Linked DNA regions of Mus musculus: region 2 is linked to region 1. A link is a contact called in public HiChIP or PLAC-seq data. All regions are on one chromosome and are shown on one strand. The core of a region is the stretch at or near the end of the contact, and the rest is flanking DNA. Distances in the headings are between cores, read along the strand shown.

Evidence for each region. HiChIP or PLAC-seq counts read pairs in DNA pulled down with a chosen protein or histone mark.
Region 2: a contact with region 1 is called in an H3K4me3 HiChIP or PLAC-seq map of embryonic forebrain, with 4 times the contacts expected there. The contact joins two enhancer-like sites. A contact is called at or near these places in 5 of 115 datasets of contacts at active chromatin or transcription factors (embryonic basal ganglia, embryonic forebrain, embryonic hindbrain and 2 more).

Annotation. Positions count from the first base shown.
Region 1 is chr12:116,917,141-116,924,772 of GRCm38.p6, reverse strand. All of the region lies in intron 11 of Ptprn2 (protein tyrosine phosphatase, receptor type, N polypeptide 2), which reads right to left. Among named protein-coding and RNA genes, the nearest start is that of Gm31336, 160 kb to the right of the region's middle. Within about 2 kb of position 4,627, at least 37 of the 459 cell types and tissues checked have an H3K27ac peak or open chromatin away from gene starts, as enhancers often do. A contact at or near this core is called in embryonic basal ganglia and embryonic forebrain, where this site is marked.
Region 2 is chr12:117,156,886-117,164,517 of GRCm38.p6, reverse strand. Ptprn2 (protein tyrosine phosphatase, receptor type, N polypeptide 2) reads right to left here. Exons shown (of 23, transcript NM_011215.2): 13 at 2,712-2,924. Among named protein-coding and RNA genes, the nearest start is that of Gm10421, 9.4 kb to the right of the region's middle. Within about 2 kb of position 3,862, at least 25 of the 459 cell types and tissues checked have an H3K27ac peak or open chromatin away from gene starts, as enhancers often do. A contact at or near this core is called in embryonic basal ganglia and embryonic forebrain, where this site is marked.

The DNA of each region.
Region 1 (7,632 bases), core at 3,378-5,877:
TTGGGTAGTTCTTTGTTCTTTATAGCATACTGGGGAGTGGGGAAAACTCTGACAAATGTGAATCATTAGCTACAAAAAAAGGACAAGATGGGTAAGGTGGCCTAGCCTAGAACCCCAGCAGTTGGAAGGATGAGGCAGGAGGATCTCAAGTTCCAGGTCAGTTTGGGCTACATAGTGAAGCCAGTCTGGGCAACGAAGAGAGACTCTTCGTTGAATAAAAGAATAAAAGAGAATAAAAATAGAAGGGCAGGGAATGTAGCTCTATGATATAGTGCTTGCCTGGCTCCAGGTTCAATCCCCAGTCCTGGGAGTGAGGGCAGGGATAGAGTTACCAGCTGTATAACACACTGTTTATTTCTGTTGTCCCTGGGCTCCTCCTCTTCATAGCATGTTCCTTGCTGTGGTTGTTACTCTTTCGTCTCCAGTGAAGACTTCTAAAGGACAGAGGCATTGAAGGTTCCCGTTTGCTATGGGAGCCATCCCGAGAACGCAGTAGGTGCTCACTAAGAACGGATTAGTGAAACTTCCCAGCTGACCTTTTCCCACGCCCAGAGCCACAATGATGAAGCATCTGTCGTCCTGCTGAGGAAGAGGGTACTTTTCTAGATATTTCTAGCTCATGTAACTGGAAAACAGCTTTTACAAATCACCTGCTAACTTGCAGACCGCTGTCCTTATTTAAAGTGAGGACTGTCAGTTTTCCCGTTTATAAATTCTACACTCCTCTGGAAAAAAAAATTAAATGCATGTATAAAGACTGAATCTCCCAGTACACCAGACAGCTGGCTGCTCACAGTCAGAGGCAGAAATGTGGAGGGATGAGGCCTGGTTCAGTTAAATAGCTCCTAGGTGAAGCTAGTATGCAATTGAAGAGACTTAATTAATTACGTGGTCAGAGAAGTGCCTTGGGTGGCAATGTCCTCTGCTGTGGGATCAGGAGAGAGGTCAGATGCCAGCAATACTTACATTCTGGTTGCCTGGCTTTAGAAAGTGACCAGCTTTCTCAAGGGCAGGGCTTACCATGGTTACCATTTCCCAAACCAAGCTGCACACGGGAGGAAGTACCCTGCAGGAAGCTGACATGGCTGAGAATAAGGTCTGTACAAACAGGCGCATTTCCAACAGGCGGTAGGTCTGCTTCAGTGTTGTTTGACATTCATAAGCCTGCTCATGAGCTTGTCCTTGGCCGGAGCACAGCAGCAAACAGCAAACATCTCTTCAGTCGCAGGCTTCTGAGAACTACTGCAGCGTCAGAGAGGACCCTCACAGCCACCGAGGCATATGAAACACACCCAAAGTCACACAGGTGGCTCAGAATCCCCACTCAGAAGGACCTGCCGAATCCCTCCTCTGTGCATATGACTTTAAAAGAGGATGAATGGCCAGGTCACAGGCCACCCACAGGGACAGAAACCTCATGCTTACTCGGTACATCACAGCATGCACATTTTCATAAAATTAATTAACCCTCAAAGCAACCCCATGAAGTGCTTATGATAAGAAAATTTGAAATAACTTCATTTGAATTCTATAATTTCACGTGCTAACCACTGAGGAAATGTCCGAAGCAGACTCTGGTTAAGGAGAAGGTGGTTGATTGGCACTGGAAACAGAAGGGCTGTATCTACGTACACATTTCATGAGGCAAGGGAAAAGCAACACAGAGGAGTAACAGGAGGGAACAGTGAGTGTCCTGCCCACCATCTACAGATGCTGACCCTCATCCCTGCTTGAAGTCTCTACACCTTACTGGAAACTTGTACAATCCAGGAATCACTATGGTATGTGTATCCTCATTTCAACTAAGCAGAAGATCTTAAAACTTAGTCTAAATCATTTGCACTTCCGAAAAGAACAGTCTTCAGGAGCTCACCTGACCATCACCCCCACTCCTACCATCAGCAGCAACACTGTAGCCATCACCATTACCTTCAACACCACTACTTCAACATTGCCATAAGCACCATTTTATCCTTAGCATCATAATCACTATCTTACCATTCATACCATTCTCATTGTTATCACCATCATGACCATACTCACCACCATCACCGTGGTTATTGTCTGTGTCATGAAATCACCATCAACAATAGCATCACCATCAATCACCACACTCTCACCATTATCCTCTTCATCACCATCATCACTGTCAGCATCACCAATCATCACCGCTACCACCAACAACCACTACCACACCGCCATCACCACTACAACCATCAACAACCACCACCACCATTATCATCATCGTCATCATCACAGCTGTGTTCACTTTGTTGAGCTGAGTTCCTGGGTGCCAACTTCACTCTATTTGACTATGTAGTTTTATTCTGATTTAATACCCATCACTAGATACTTCTGTGTGTCTCAGGGATCACACTTAAGCTTCTATGGATAAAGAGTGAATCGGAAATTCAACTATTCACATTCTACTCATTGAAAATATTAATAGTGACTGCCTACATGTGTCTAGCAGCTATTTTTCAATCGTCTAGCAGCTATTTTTCAATCATCATGAACTGTATCTGAGTCATCCTGGATTGGATGGAATCAGAAGTAGAAACTATCATGATTGTTTCATGGACATGGAAACTGACATTTTAAAAAGATGGCCAGACCTGTGAGCCAGAGCCTCTTTTCCCACCTCTTCCCTTCCCAGTCCTCCTACTAAGTCTTGCCCATCACTATATCTCTCCCCAGAAGATTGGCCTGAAGCACTGAACCAGCCTCTTGGCTATGCAGCTGTCCTCATTTTCCCAGCCACCTCAGCCTCAGCTCCTTGTGACATCTGAAGGGATGAGGACCTCTTTTCTCTCTCTACCTCCATTCATCTGCTCTCGCTAGTCTTCATGGGATTGTAGCTCCCCGCAGCACCTGCGCTGAAGGCTCAAGCCTGGACTTACTCGAGCCCTCATAGATCTTTAAGTCTAAATTCTTTGAGAGACAGAGCCCCACCTTCATGGTTGTCTACCACGCCAGCCAGATGGCCCTCAAAGGATGCCGTGAGGGGCACATGGTGGTTGATAATTGCTATGCTGGAGTTATCACCTTTAGGTCTTGGAAGAGCTCAAAGAGGAACAGGCTTATCTAGGAACACAACCTATTGCTAATGAGCCTCATTTTGTTAAGACAATCATGAAGAGTAACAGAAACGCATTTACTGAGATAGCATATTTCTGGAAAGATGCCTAAGCTAGAATACTTTCTAAGTGGACTGAAGAAGGGCCACTGTTTAAATACTGTGGCTAGAGCTACTCTGAAAAGAGAAGACACAGCTAGTGAATTTCGTGGGATTTTAATGTTTTAAAACAATGGTTCTTTAAATTAAAAAAAATAAAAAGAACAATATTAGAGTATAACAATACATAAAGAATAATACAGACATGGACAAAACCTTCAGCCTATTACACACCAAAAATACTTGTGGGAACTGTCTCCTTCAAGGTGCCTTTGGTCTGGTGTCCTCCAGCTTTATCATCATAAATAAAACAGCCTCAGCTTCAACTTTTCAATTTTAGTGTTTTACACGGCAAAAATCTCCATTGGAACCCTCTGCGAACTTCTCTGGTTACTGTTGGAGTCCCAGCCGTGTTCCAGGGAGGCTCGCAGACACTCCTCTGGAATCTTTTTCTTAAGCCCTCTGAGACTCATACCCTCTCAACTTGTCTGCAGTGGCTTCCAGAGTTCTGAGAACTGCACACCCTCCAAGGTACCGGGTCCTCACAGCCATCCCTTCTCTGTGGCAGTGTTTCAGGATCAGCAGGACCTGCTTTCTCTACAGAAGGGCCAGGTTCAGTTCAGGCCCAGGTCACTCCATCCCTTCTGCTAGCTCACCCTACCTGTTCCCCATCCAGGACTTGCTGAGTGCACTGGAAACTATGCCCTCACCCCACTCTGCACACACACACAAGCATGAGAATGCAAGTAGCCATCTGCAGTACCAGAGTCTCCAGCTCCATCATTTCGGTACCAGTTATGCGGGATCCTTGTCTTCACCACTGTCTCACTTGGAGTCCTTCACCTACCCACTGTTCTTCCAGATGCTCAGGTACAGGAAGCACGTGCCCAAGACCATGTGACTAACTCAACCCGGTATGAAGTGCCAGCACACTATAGGGGCTGGGGTGGCCTGGATGCTTGTGTCTCATTACCTTCTGACTAACGATAACAATGCCTGGCTTCCTGAGCATGCCAGAGAAACCAGAGGCTATCAATGCTACAGTGTGTGATGTGGGATTAAGGTGTGTGTGTGTGTGTGTGTGTGTGTGAATGCTGCCCTGCCTGGCCCCACAGAGCTCTGAGCTTGGCAGTTAATGCTCAAGGGTAAGACTTTGCTGGAGAAGTGTGGTTCCTTACTCTACCCATGTGAGAACCAGTATTAGAAAGACACAGTCTGCTCCCCAGCCGCCGCCCCATTCCGGTTAGGGTTAGACATGTACAGTGTATGGAGCCCCTTACTGTCTACGGTGTGAGGAGCACTGAGGACCTTTCTGTAGTAACTGCAAGTAAAAATTGCCGTCTGCTTCACGGATCTGAATTCCCATAGAACAGGATTTCCTCCATTGTGCCTTCCTGGCAGACACCTGCCCCTCCCTCTGGCATTCAATGACGCACGGCACTGATTATAAAGTGTCCCAGCTGGTAGCAAGTTCACTTCATCTTTCTTCGAGCACGCTTTTTATTCAGTTCACATAGGAATCCAATTAGCATATCATTGTGACTGATTAAATATGCCTCATGTAAATTTACACGTCAAAACACACACTGTACTTAAACAAGCAGGCCTGGCTGGCGCATCTGTAATGGCTCTGCAAGCTCATCTAGCACCCGCACAAAAGCCTGGATGGAAATGTACGGCAACTACCTGATGGCATTGGGCGTGGGAGGCAGGGGGCTCGTGCTTGAGGGATGGTGGATATAGACATTTGTCTCTCTTTGTCTCCGGCAAGAAGCTATTGACAAGGGAGGCCATCTGCGCAGGAGGCTGCCACGTCCAATTAGCTCATCAGGTGACGGAAATTTGGCCTCTGCTCCAGAAAGTCCCTGTGCACCCAAGTCGAGACTGTTTCAAAGCGATTGCATTATCTTAGACAGCAGGATTAAATTAATATGGCAAAGACTGCTACTGGAGGAAAATTTTTTTTTCAAAATGCGTGTTAATGTTTATTATGCATGGCATTATCAGGAGTGGTCTTCTTTGACACGCTATTTAATTCATCCTTCATTCAAACCTCTCTTTAGAAAAGAGCAAAAGACCCACCTATGAATATTGGATTGGGAAAGTTAAAGAAAAATAGAAAGCTTTAATTGGATTTCTTAGAAAGCAGTGACTGTGACTTTATGGATGACTTCATGGGATGTGAACGTCTACAGCCTCTGCAATGGCCTCCAGGGGAAGCAAAGGTTTCCTGCTCGTCATTACTCTGCCCTTGCATGTGCCCGCTTGCATGTGACAAGTGGCAGTCATTCGCCACCTTTCGAGCCCTCTGCTTTCTCTGAGGCCATGATGTGCTTGGCTATTTACATTAAGAATGACTCACAGGGTTTTGTGCACATTTTTGCCTGAAGAGACTTAGATCTGCATCTCAACTGGGCTCCATCCCTGTGTTATCTTCCTGGGGACAGAAGAAGACTCCACGCTACCTGGATCCCAAGCCAATCTCTCCAGTTCCTAGAAACTAGCCTACAGGCTACTGTGCACACCAACATCTCTTGGTGGGGGTTATCTTCTCCATCTCTAGTGGTGTCAGTATGAGTGGGTTACATTAACTCAGCTGTGATGGTTTTGAGTCTGGGAGACCTTCAGGTACCCATGAAGGATATTCAAAGGCAAACTTTGCACTACTGAATGCCAAGATGGGATTGAAAAGCAAAGGAAACTATACAAAACCCTTTCAACTAGAGTAGACAGGAACAAGAAACTGACAGGACATGGAGAGCCTGCAGCCGAGTCCAGGTGGGTTGCTGCAGCAGAGGCGCCTCTTGACATTCAGCAGAGAATAGAAAAGACAGGAACAGTGTATTTGATAGGTAGAAAAGACATTTAAGACCAACTTGAGCATCTCCTATCAAATGTGGGCCATCATGAGGAGGGACAGATATCATGCAAAGTGAAAAGACATCTTTTCCTGGTGTGTTTTATTGAAACACACTAAAGGGATTAAACTTGTTTAAAGCAGTAAAAGAAAAGCATTTAGCCATAATAGGCATGTTCCAGAGAGATGCATACAAATGTGCTTCCTTTCATTTAAATACTGTTCAAAACTACTGTGGGAGATTTAGGGGAGCCCTGTAGCTACTCGGTTCCTACAAAGAGGAATCCTTCTGAACACATTTGGATGGAAACTAATACTCAATTTCCCAGTCAATGTTCAGAGTACAGGTATAGTACATGGTGTAACAGGGCAGCTGCTTGCCTCCTTCCAGGATTGTGGCTGCACAGGTTCACCCAAGTCCAGAAGTGGTCTGAGGAGATGCTGGAAGGATGTCCTCCCACACAGCCTGGACATACTCTTCCTCCTTGTGTGAGTACACACAGACAGCTTGGGAGCCCAGGAGCCTGCTGTTCTTGCCTTTTATCCTTCTCTGGTTCCTCTTTCCAATCCCTCATCTCCTAGGCACCTTCTGACTCCCCACAAGCTGGCCCAAGGTGAGATTATGGCTTCCAGACTTATGCCTTTTTGCTCCACCCCAGTCAATCTCTGCTACAGTCATGTCAATGCTCAGAGTCCCGTTCTATACCACTTGCCCTCAGATTCCCTCACTTCTGGGGTGTAGTTGCTGCTTGTTGAGTTTTCATATTATTTCAGGCATAAGTGGATGTCCTTGTGCAAAAGAGCTGGCAATGGTAGAGATAACTCTTGTGTTCACATTCAGCAGAACTTCCATTAGATCTCTAAGCTCCACCCCACAGTTACCTGGCAACAGCCAGGTATGACTGACTCACTATAAAAGGGGTTGCTTGCCCCTTCCTTGCTCTCTTGCTCTTGCCTTTCTACTCCCCCCTCTCTCCCCATTCTCTTCCCCCCTCTCTCCACAGGCTAATGTCTGGCCTCTACTTCTCTACCCCCCCCCCTCTGTCTGTCTCTGTCTGTCTCTGTCTGTCTGTCTGTCTGTCTGTCTGTCTGTCTCTCTGCCTTTCTCTGCTTGTATTACCCTTTTAACTCCCTTCCCCATGCCCTGAATAAACTCTATTCTATACTATTCCGTTCTGTGTCTGGTCTCTCGGGGGGAAGGGATGCTTTAGCATGGGCCTGCAGAGGCACCCCCACACCTCACCACATCTCCATAGAACATATACCCCCTCTCTTTATCTTTTTATAAGCACATCAAGATCTATATGTGTGTTCGGTTCAAAGCTCCACATTCTGCGCATTACTGCCTGGTGCATTCGCCATGCATCACAGAGGTATGGTTTGAAATTCAGGAAAACCCGGCACCCTTGGCCCCTCTGGGAAGGCCTGGGAGAGTCATGCAATTTACCTCCTTACTCTAGCATCACCATAGATCTGACACTTAAAACAGTCAGGGAGATCACAAGACAACGGCCTCCCAACTCCACGACAGCAAGCTTCAGATCCATACTTGGTCTATGTGAGAGAAACAAAGCCGACCTCTAATTATCACCTGACAGCC
Region 2 (7,632 bases), core at 2,613-5,112, 240 kb before region 1:
AATAAGCAAATATGGAAGCATAAAGTATATACATATTATATATTCATATATAATATATGAATTGGTAATTAAATCTATGGTAGGCAAAAGGTACCACTGAGGTACATTCTCACACACAAAGATTTAGTAGTAGGTACATTCATTCAAGAAGATCCTATCCCTGAAATTTGTAGTTGCATGTTATAGGGTTTTTTTTTTAATTACATTTATTTATCAAGCGATCTCGCCATATGGTGTGTGTGGGGGTCAGAGGATAACTTGTGGGAGTTTTTTTTTCCCTTCCACCATGTGGATTCTGGAAATAGGGACTTTCACTAGCTGAGCCATCTCACAGGCTTCTCAGCTTTGCTCTTTTGGCTTAAAAAGAAGATTTTAAAACATGAAGGTTGTTTCAATGACAACAATGGAAAACCCAACGCCATAAGACCACATAGACAAATACAGTGCTTCTTATTTCCAGAGAAGCCTTGAGTAACCACAGCTGTGAGCTTTCAATGCACCCAGCTAAACCCAAAGCTGACAACCACGTGATCACCATGTGCTGCGGCCTGGCCTGCTGAAAACAAGCCAAAGCAACAAGACTGCCCTGCATGAATGGCAGAGCACAGGAGAAGTCTCCCAGGTCCTTCCAAGGAGCCTGCTGGTTGGATGAGAGCAGACCCCATCTTATCAGGGAAACTTGGTATAATGACACTGGTCAATGACTTCAGAAATAAGCCCAGTCATTTCACTTCCAACTTTTTTCTAGATCCTATTTTTGAAGAAAAACTTTCCCTCATCTTTTCTTTTTTATTACTCTGGATTGAAGAAAAGCACACATTTCATTTATTGTCGGGATTACAGATTCTTATTAAACAAACCAGAGCTCATTATAAAATCAATATCAACTTAACCACCATGCCCCCAGGAGGAACACAAAAAGGTCACTCTAAGAAATTCAAACAGTTTTCTTGCTGCAAGGACATGATTTTAATCACAGATACTATTAATTAGAGCTGTCACCGGGAAGAGTTTTTTTTCCCCCTTTTGTTGTTGTTAATTATCACAAACTCAGTCATAAGTATGCATTTTTCTACCCACAATCTTATAAAAATTAGTCATTTCTGCATGCGAGTCCAACCTTTCATTCTATCAATATTTTATATTTGAATTTCAAAGTGTATCAAAGGATGCCATGCTTTACGGAAGCCTCCGTCCTTATGATCTCTGTCTCTCACACACAGGACTGAGGAGTGAGGGGTGTGATTATTTATTTATGCTCTGACACTTGCTTGGCCCTGAGGACCTAGCATCCTGTATTGATGGTCTTGCTCAATAGAATTTCTGGGTAAATTCTTACTAGTTTATGTGACATTTTTTTCCAGGCTGCTTCTTCAAACGTCTTCCCCCCCCCCCCTTTGGCTTTGAAGCAAAGCTATGTGCCATGTGCCTGAAATACCATCCTCAATTCATTTGAAGTTGCCATTTCTTTATAAGAAAAAGATCATCCTGACCAGGCGTGTGACCCTCCTTCAGAAAACCAGAGGTTTTCTCCATTCAGTGATGATGATAAGAATTTTGAAACAGGACCAAAAGCTGTCTCCTCATCTCTTTTAAGCAAAGGGGCTTTATACATTCTTCTCAACTAGCCATATGTGGCGGATGCAGAACAACCACAGAGCAAGGGGCAGCCAGCTCAGACCAGCTGAGGGTGACGCCTGGACAGTCACTGCCCGTCCTGAGAGAGCCCGAGAGCTTGCTGAAGTAACTTCAAGAACAGATCAGACAGCATTTGCTTTATATACTGTGTGATGTGAATTACTGATAAGACATTAGACACCACAGACATGTGGTTAGAAAAGACAAAAGATTCAATAAATTGGAGAAAACCTTAAACTGCATATTGATTAAATTTTTAAATGTAGCAATCAAGTAAGTAATTTTATAACCCTAAATAGAATAATACATTTAGAGTTAAATGATATTTTATATTAAAAATTTGAACTCCCTGACTTCTATATATTTTGGGCTTGCGTTGCTGCTGAGTGGAGTCACAGTTTCATTTTAGCAAGTCATTCATTACGAAACTGTTGATTATGCCCCTTGTGTTTTGACTCTGGCACTCACACTTCTCCAGGCTTCTGTTCTCCTTCCAGGCACGTTGGGTGCCTGTCTGTGTTTCTAGCACACATAGCACACAGCTGCCACTGCTGACTCATGAAGACATATGCACTCTACATTCCATTTATCAGTATTAGGTTTCACTTTATCCAAACAATAGCAGAGGGTGGCAACAGATCAGGTCAAAAGATCCCTTCCTATAAGACCCCCAAGGAAGTTGATGATTTAAGAGCCATCTTCACACATCTACACAGCCAATCCATCTTGCAACTGTGGCGTGTTTCATTAATAGTGACCAGATTAAGATAACAGACAATGCATAATTCATGTACTGTACTTTTTCCACATTTCTAATTAGCAACCCACTTTCTACAGCTAATGTAAGACTACCCAGAAACGGTGTAAGATTAATACAGAGCCATAAAATTGTGGTTGCAAGGTATTTACATGAATGCTAATGAGAAGTTTCAAATTGTCATCATAAAAGAGCCTGTACTGTGACTTCATGAGGGAGTATAGAGGGTGAGAGAGGGGACAGACTGCCCTCCTCCTTCACTCTCAAATCAAGTTTGGCAAATCCAAGGAGAAAACTTTGAAAAGTTTATTTTTACCTGGTAGGCTTCAGTGGCATCTGCACTGGGGTCAGCGCCTAGTCCAGACAACTTGTCCTTCAGCTTGTAGTGTGAGTTGTGGCGGAGGCAGTAGGCAAGGCTGGAAGCCAGGAGAACCCCCAGGATGCAGGCAATGGAGAGGAAGGTGAGCAAAATGAACTTGGTAGAGTCCTCTTGCTCTTCCTGATGCGGCAGGAGTTTGAGCTTTCCCTTCTGCAGGAGGAGGAGAAGAGGGAGGAGAACAGGTTACTACTCAGGGGACCTTGACTCCAGCAGCACACCCCCTCCAGACTTAGTGCAGCCTCAACATGAGGGGGCTGTGCAGGGACACACGTGCAAAGAAGTTCCAACACCATACCTCCAGACCGAATTTCTATTAAGCAGAAGTCAAGAGTAACCCCAATAGTGGCTGTTCTTCAAACTTAATAATGTAAAGTATTTGGTACCCAACTTGCTGCTTTAAGTAAAACGAAGTGTACATCATTCCTAATCAGATACAGATTTTGTCCAGAGCATGTAATCCAGCACATGCTTGGCAGGAGGTGGGTAAAATATTAACAGAACTAAATAGTCCCCAGTATCAGTAGAATGCACTGGCCAGAGTCATCATAGCTCTGGGACATGGCTTCTTCTCTAGAAGACATTCTGTGGGTTAATGCAACCAGCTCTAGTCACTCTCTATAAGCACAGACTCCAACTACTGGTACCTGAGTATTGTTCCTTCAAAGGGGACAAGGTCTTTGGAAATAGATGATTGGGAAGTTCACTTTGCATCTTGGGGGAATAGGTGAGAAAATCCTCTCTGTCACTCAAATCCAGGGCAGATAGCCAGACAGCGCCCCCCTCATTAGCTTTATTAGGAGGTGTATTAGCAACAATTAAACACGCCACAGGAAAATGGAAGGGCCGCAGGCAAATCGCCCACGACTCCCGGCCAGCAACCCCCACAATTACTCGGGAAATGAATGGAAGAGCACGCCCCTGCCTCCGTCCTGGTTGCTACAAGAGGAGAACAATTAGCAAACTCCTTTCCGCCACCTAATTTCGCGTGGTAACAAAATGGATTTTTCCCCATGAATGCCTGGCCGGCCTATTCATTATCTCTCTTCTATTAGTAATTTTCTGCTCCGCTTTCAGCCTCCCAACTCTTCGTTTCCTCCAGTCTCTGAGTGTACACAGTGTCTCTTATGTCAGGCCGGGCCCATTTTTATCTTGTAATCATAAAGGCCACCAAAGCAATTATCGCTAGTCTTGACTGGAAAAGCTGGTCATTAATTAGCCTGCTTTTGCCTTCGGTGCGCGGATTAGCGGGCGCTGGGACCGAGTTAATGGAAACGCGGGTTAAATGAGAAAAGACGCCGGGATTTCCTGCCTGGATGCGCGGCTTGGTTCTGCTTGGCTCTGGACCCAGGAGGTTCCTGGACTTCAGTAATGGATGGAAGAGAGGAAGGGAGGGGGCTCCAAGGCCTGGCAGAGGGGACCTTTGGGAGGGGAGCAGGAGACCCGGAGCAGGAACGTGGACACCTCTCCCAGGACTGAGTGGGCGACACCCTTGGCTGCTGCGAGCCAGCAGCATAGAAGATCCTGCACAGGGGAAAGCTGTGGAACCCTTCCCTTCCTCCTCTTGGCTTCCTCCCGGGTCCCCTCCTCTTTTCACTCCCGCCCACCCCACAGGAGAGCTTCTAGAAAGAAGTCATTCCAGAGTCTCCCGCCCCTCCCCCCAAGTCAGCGAAGTCCCCATCTCAGTTTCTAAGCTACACTTCTTTGCCCCAGCACGGGCAGGAGCATAAACCACACAAATAACCCTTTCGGCCAGGGTCTCGGTGGCCCAAATGGCTGTCCTCACATGACTGGATGTAGTTCGCACAAGAACAAACCCTTTTCCTTAAGTTCCTGGCCAGTGGACCTCCGCACCATTCGCAAAACGGAGCTGTTCACTCCCCAGGGTTCAGTGTGGTCCCAGGTATGCCAGGGCGGGAGCTGGTCACACTCTGCCGGATCCATGGCTGCTTTCCCACCGCCCTTGCCTGTCTAGCCTCTTCTCAGCAGACCACAACAAAGGCAGTGGTGGGATGGCAATGGCAAGGACACCTTACCCATCTCCTGAGCTGAGGGTCCCTGAACCAAGGCCCAGCGTAGGCTTTGGGCGGACCTGCACGCCACGTGGCGCTGGAAAAGGACCTCCTTAACCTGGCTTCAGGCACGAAATTCCTCGGCTTCAGGTTCTCAGATAACTCTAAGTTACCAGCCATGCTGGGCCATGGTATATGACAGCCCATCAGTACACTCTGCACTGTACCCGCGCTTCCACAGGGCTGGGAGCACCAAGCGATCAATGGTCCGTAGTATGAACTCCGCCTGACTGACAGCACTGCCAGGTGACAGACACTGGGCACTCTGGAGCCACAGGAAGAGGCAGGTGATGTTCCTACAAGTGAACGGCGTGGCAACCTGCGGGGCTGGCTGCAGGGCAACCAGTGAAAAGCCCAGGTGCCCCAGCTTCTTTCTCGGTTTTATTTTAAACCAGTTGGTTGCTGGGATTTTTCTCAGAGGCTGAACCAAATTGTCCGGGCAAGAGCAGAGACTTCCTTCTCAATGGGCTCCTGTGGGATAACTGAAGAGGGCAGGGCCAGATTACTCTAGGCTCCACCCATCTCTGTGCCCCTGAGTAGTCCAGAGGAGTGGCTGGTGACCAGGATTAGTGTCAGCTGTACTCCTGCCCCAGAACCCCACCAGATAGGAGGCTCACACCACTGGCCTATGGGGTAGGAGTCGGGGAGGCACCCAGATCTGAAACTATGGGCTTCAGGGCCTGCCTTGGTGTAGGGCACCCTGGAAGGTTGGCAGAGTGGAGGTTGAAAGGAGTGATGTCTGACAGAAGAGGGTAAGGTAGATGCTGGATCAAGGGACCCCCACTTCGAGTCAATATATATCTAATATTAAGGTCTGAATTTCAACTGACTGATGGCTTCTCAAACCTGAAAATTTATCTCTTAGGGGCTCTCTGCCTGACAGTAGCACCAAAATGCCCTGACCTGAGGGTTGAAATGGGTGGGGTGGGGTGAAGGGAGAGAACCTGCTAGCAGTGGATGAGGTTGTAAGAATCCTGGGATGGGGGAAATAAAATTTCTAGAAATTCTTGTTTTAATGTCAGTTGAACATCCTACGTATAGCGACTGAGTTAACAACCTTGCATTTTCTTTCTTTTTGTGGAGCTAAAAAAGTGCATTTAAAAAAAAATGCTTGTTAGCCAGAAGCTGCAGTGGGAGAAGTGTGTCTGCTGGAAGCTTGAAGTGAGTTTGCACCTGGGCTGACCCAGGTGCAGCTGGAGCCACAGTCCCTCTCAGTATGGTGACTTCCCAAGGATGAGCAGTTTGGTGCGGACCACAAGGCGGCTTTCCGGGGGGGGGGGGGGGGGACGTCCCGGAAGACAGCCCAGACTAGTCATAGACATCTTATCAGTTTTGACTTGAAATTGAAAGAATAATGATGTTTAAATATTTATAACTTTGACATTTACAGTCAGATGTCTTTTAAAAGCAGAGCACCTTCTGCACAGTGGAAGCTCTTTCTGAAAGTTTGGAGCAGTGCTGGCTGAGGAGGGCGGTGGAGAGGACTCTCAGAAGGAGGTTGTTAGAGGTGCTGGGGTGGGGGAGGGGGGCTGTGCATCCAGGAAGTGGGAGGCACACTCATCAGCCCCACACTATCAAGTCCTGAGCAGACTTAAAAAATAATAGGAGTAGGGCAGACTTTAAAAATAATCAGGGATAAGCAGGTCCAGGTCGCACCAGCTCAGAGGCAGCTCAGGTGAACTGTAACCTTGAGCACGTCTTGCTATCATCTCTACCTGCAGCTCCTCAATTTTAGAATATGTGGTATTGCCCGTGAGGCAAGGTCAGGGTGGGAGTAGGGAAGTCGATCTGTGGAGCTGCTCTTAGACCACGTCCCTGTGGAGTTCAGCATCCCCACCTCTGCCTGTGAGGCACGTGGGGCTTCCGGTGACATCCTTGACAGACACCCTTATAACTTCCTAAAATGTTGTGATAAGCTGAGAGGTGTGGGATGCTATGTCTAGAGTCAATTGTGAGAACTAAGCCACACCAATATGATGAAAATTTGCAGGCATGCTACCAGGATAAAATGTAACATAACCAATTCATAAGAGTCAGATATCTAAGTCTCTGACTTGCAGTCTAAAATCTGGGTGCACAAAAAAGTATGAGCATAAGCATTTAGCTTCATGGATACTAAATTTCTCTTGTTGACATACTCATTGTTCTATTTCTACGGAATTTGATTTGCAACCTAGCTTCACCCTATTTTAGCAACCCACCACACACACTTTGGTTTGTAAAAGGTTAAGACAAGATGAGGGACATGTCCCCTCCCTTTCTTTTGGGGACCCATGTTATTATGACTGCAAAACCTTTCCCCCTGTGAAACAGAAATGAGTCTCATAGACTATGAGTTACTGTGACAAGTTCGTCTTTGATCTGCTAGATGAGCCAGTATCTTAGAGAATCATTTGGAAATTTCTTTTTAATTTTACTAAGATTAAATTTGTTAAAATATGGTTACCACCACTTTAAAACTGATCACAGTTTTTAGCAAAATATTTTTCAAGCCTGGACAAGTGACCAAACTTAAAAATGGGGAGGGGGAGAGGAGTGTCTTGAAATATTTTAAGAGTATTTTTTAAAGCTGTTAACTGAACTATTTTTAATTTGGAATTTGCCACAGAATTCTAATAAATGAGAGAAGTCAGGCGGAAATAATCATGTATTAATTCTCTGCATTACAAAATCTTTTCAGAAGCTATTATCAGAGCAAGAGGCATTGCGGTCTGAATTCAGGGTGGGAGAAGGCCTTTGTGCGGCTGAAAGCTATTGTTCCCCTCTACAGATGAAATTGTACTTGCAAA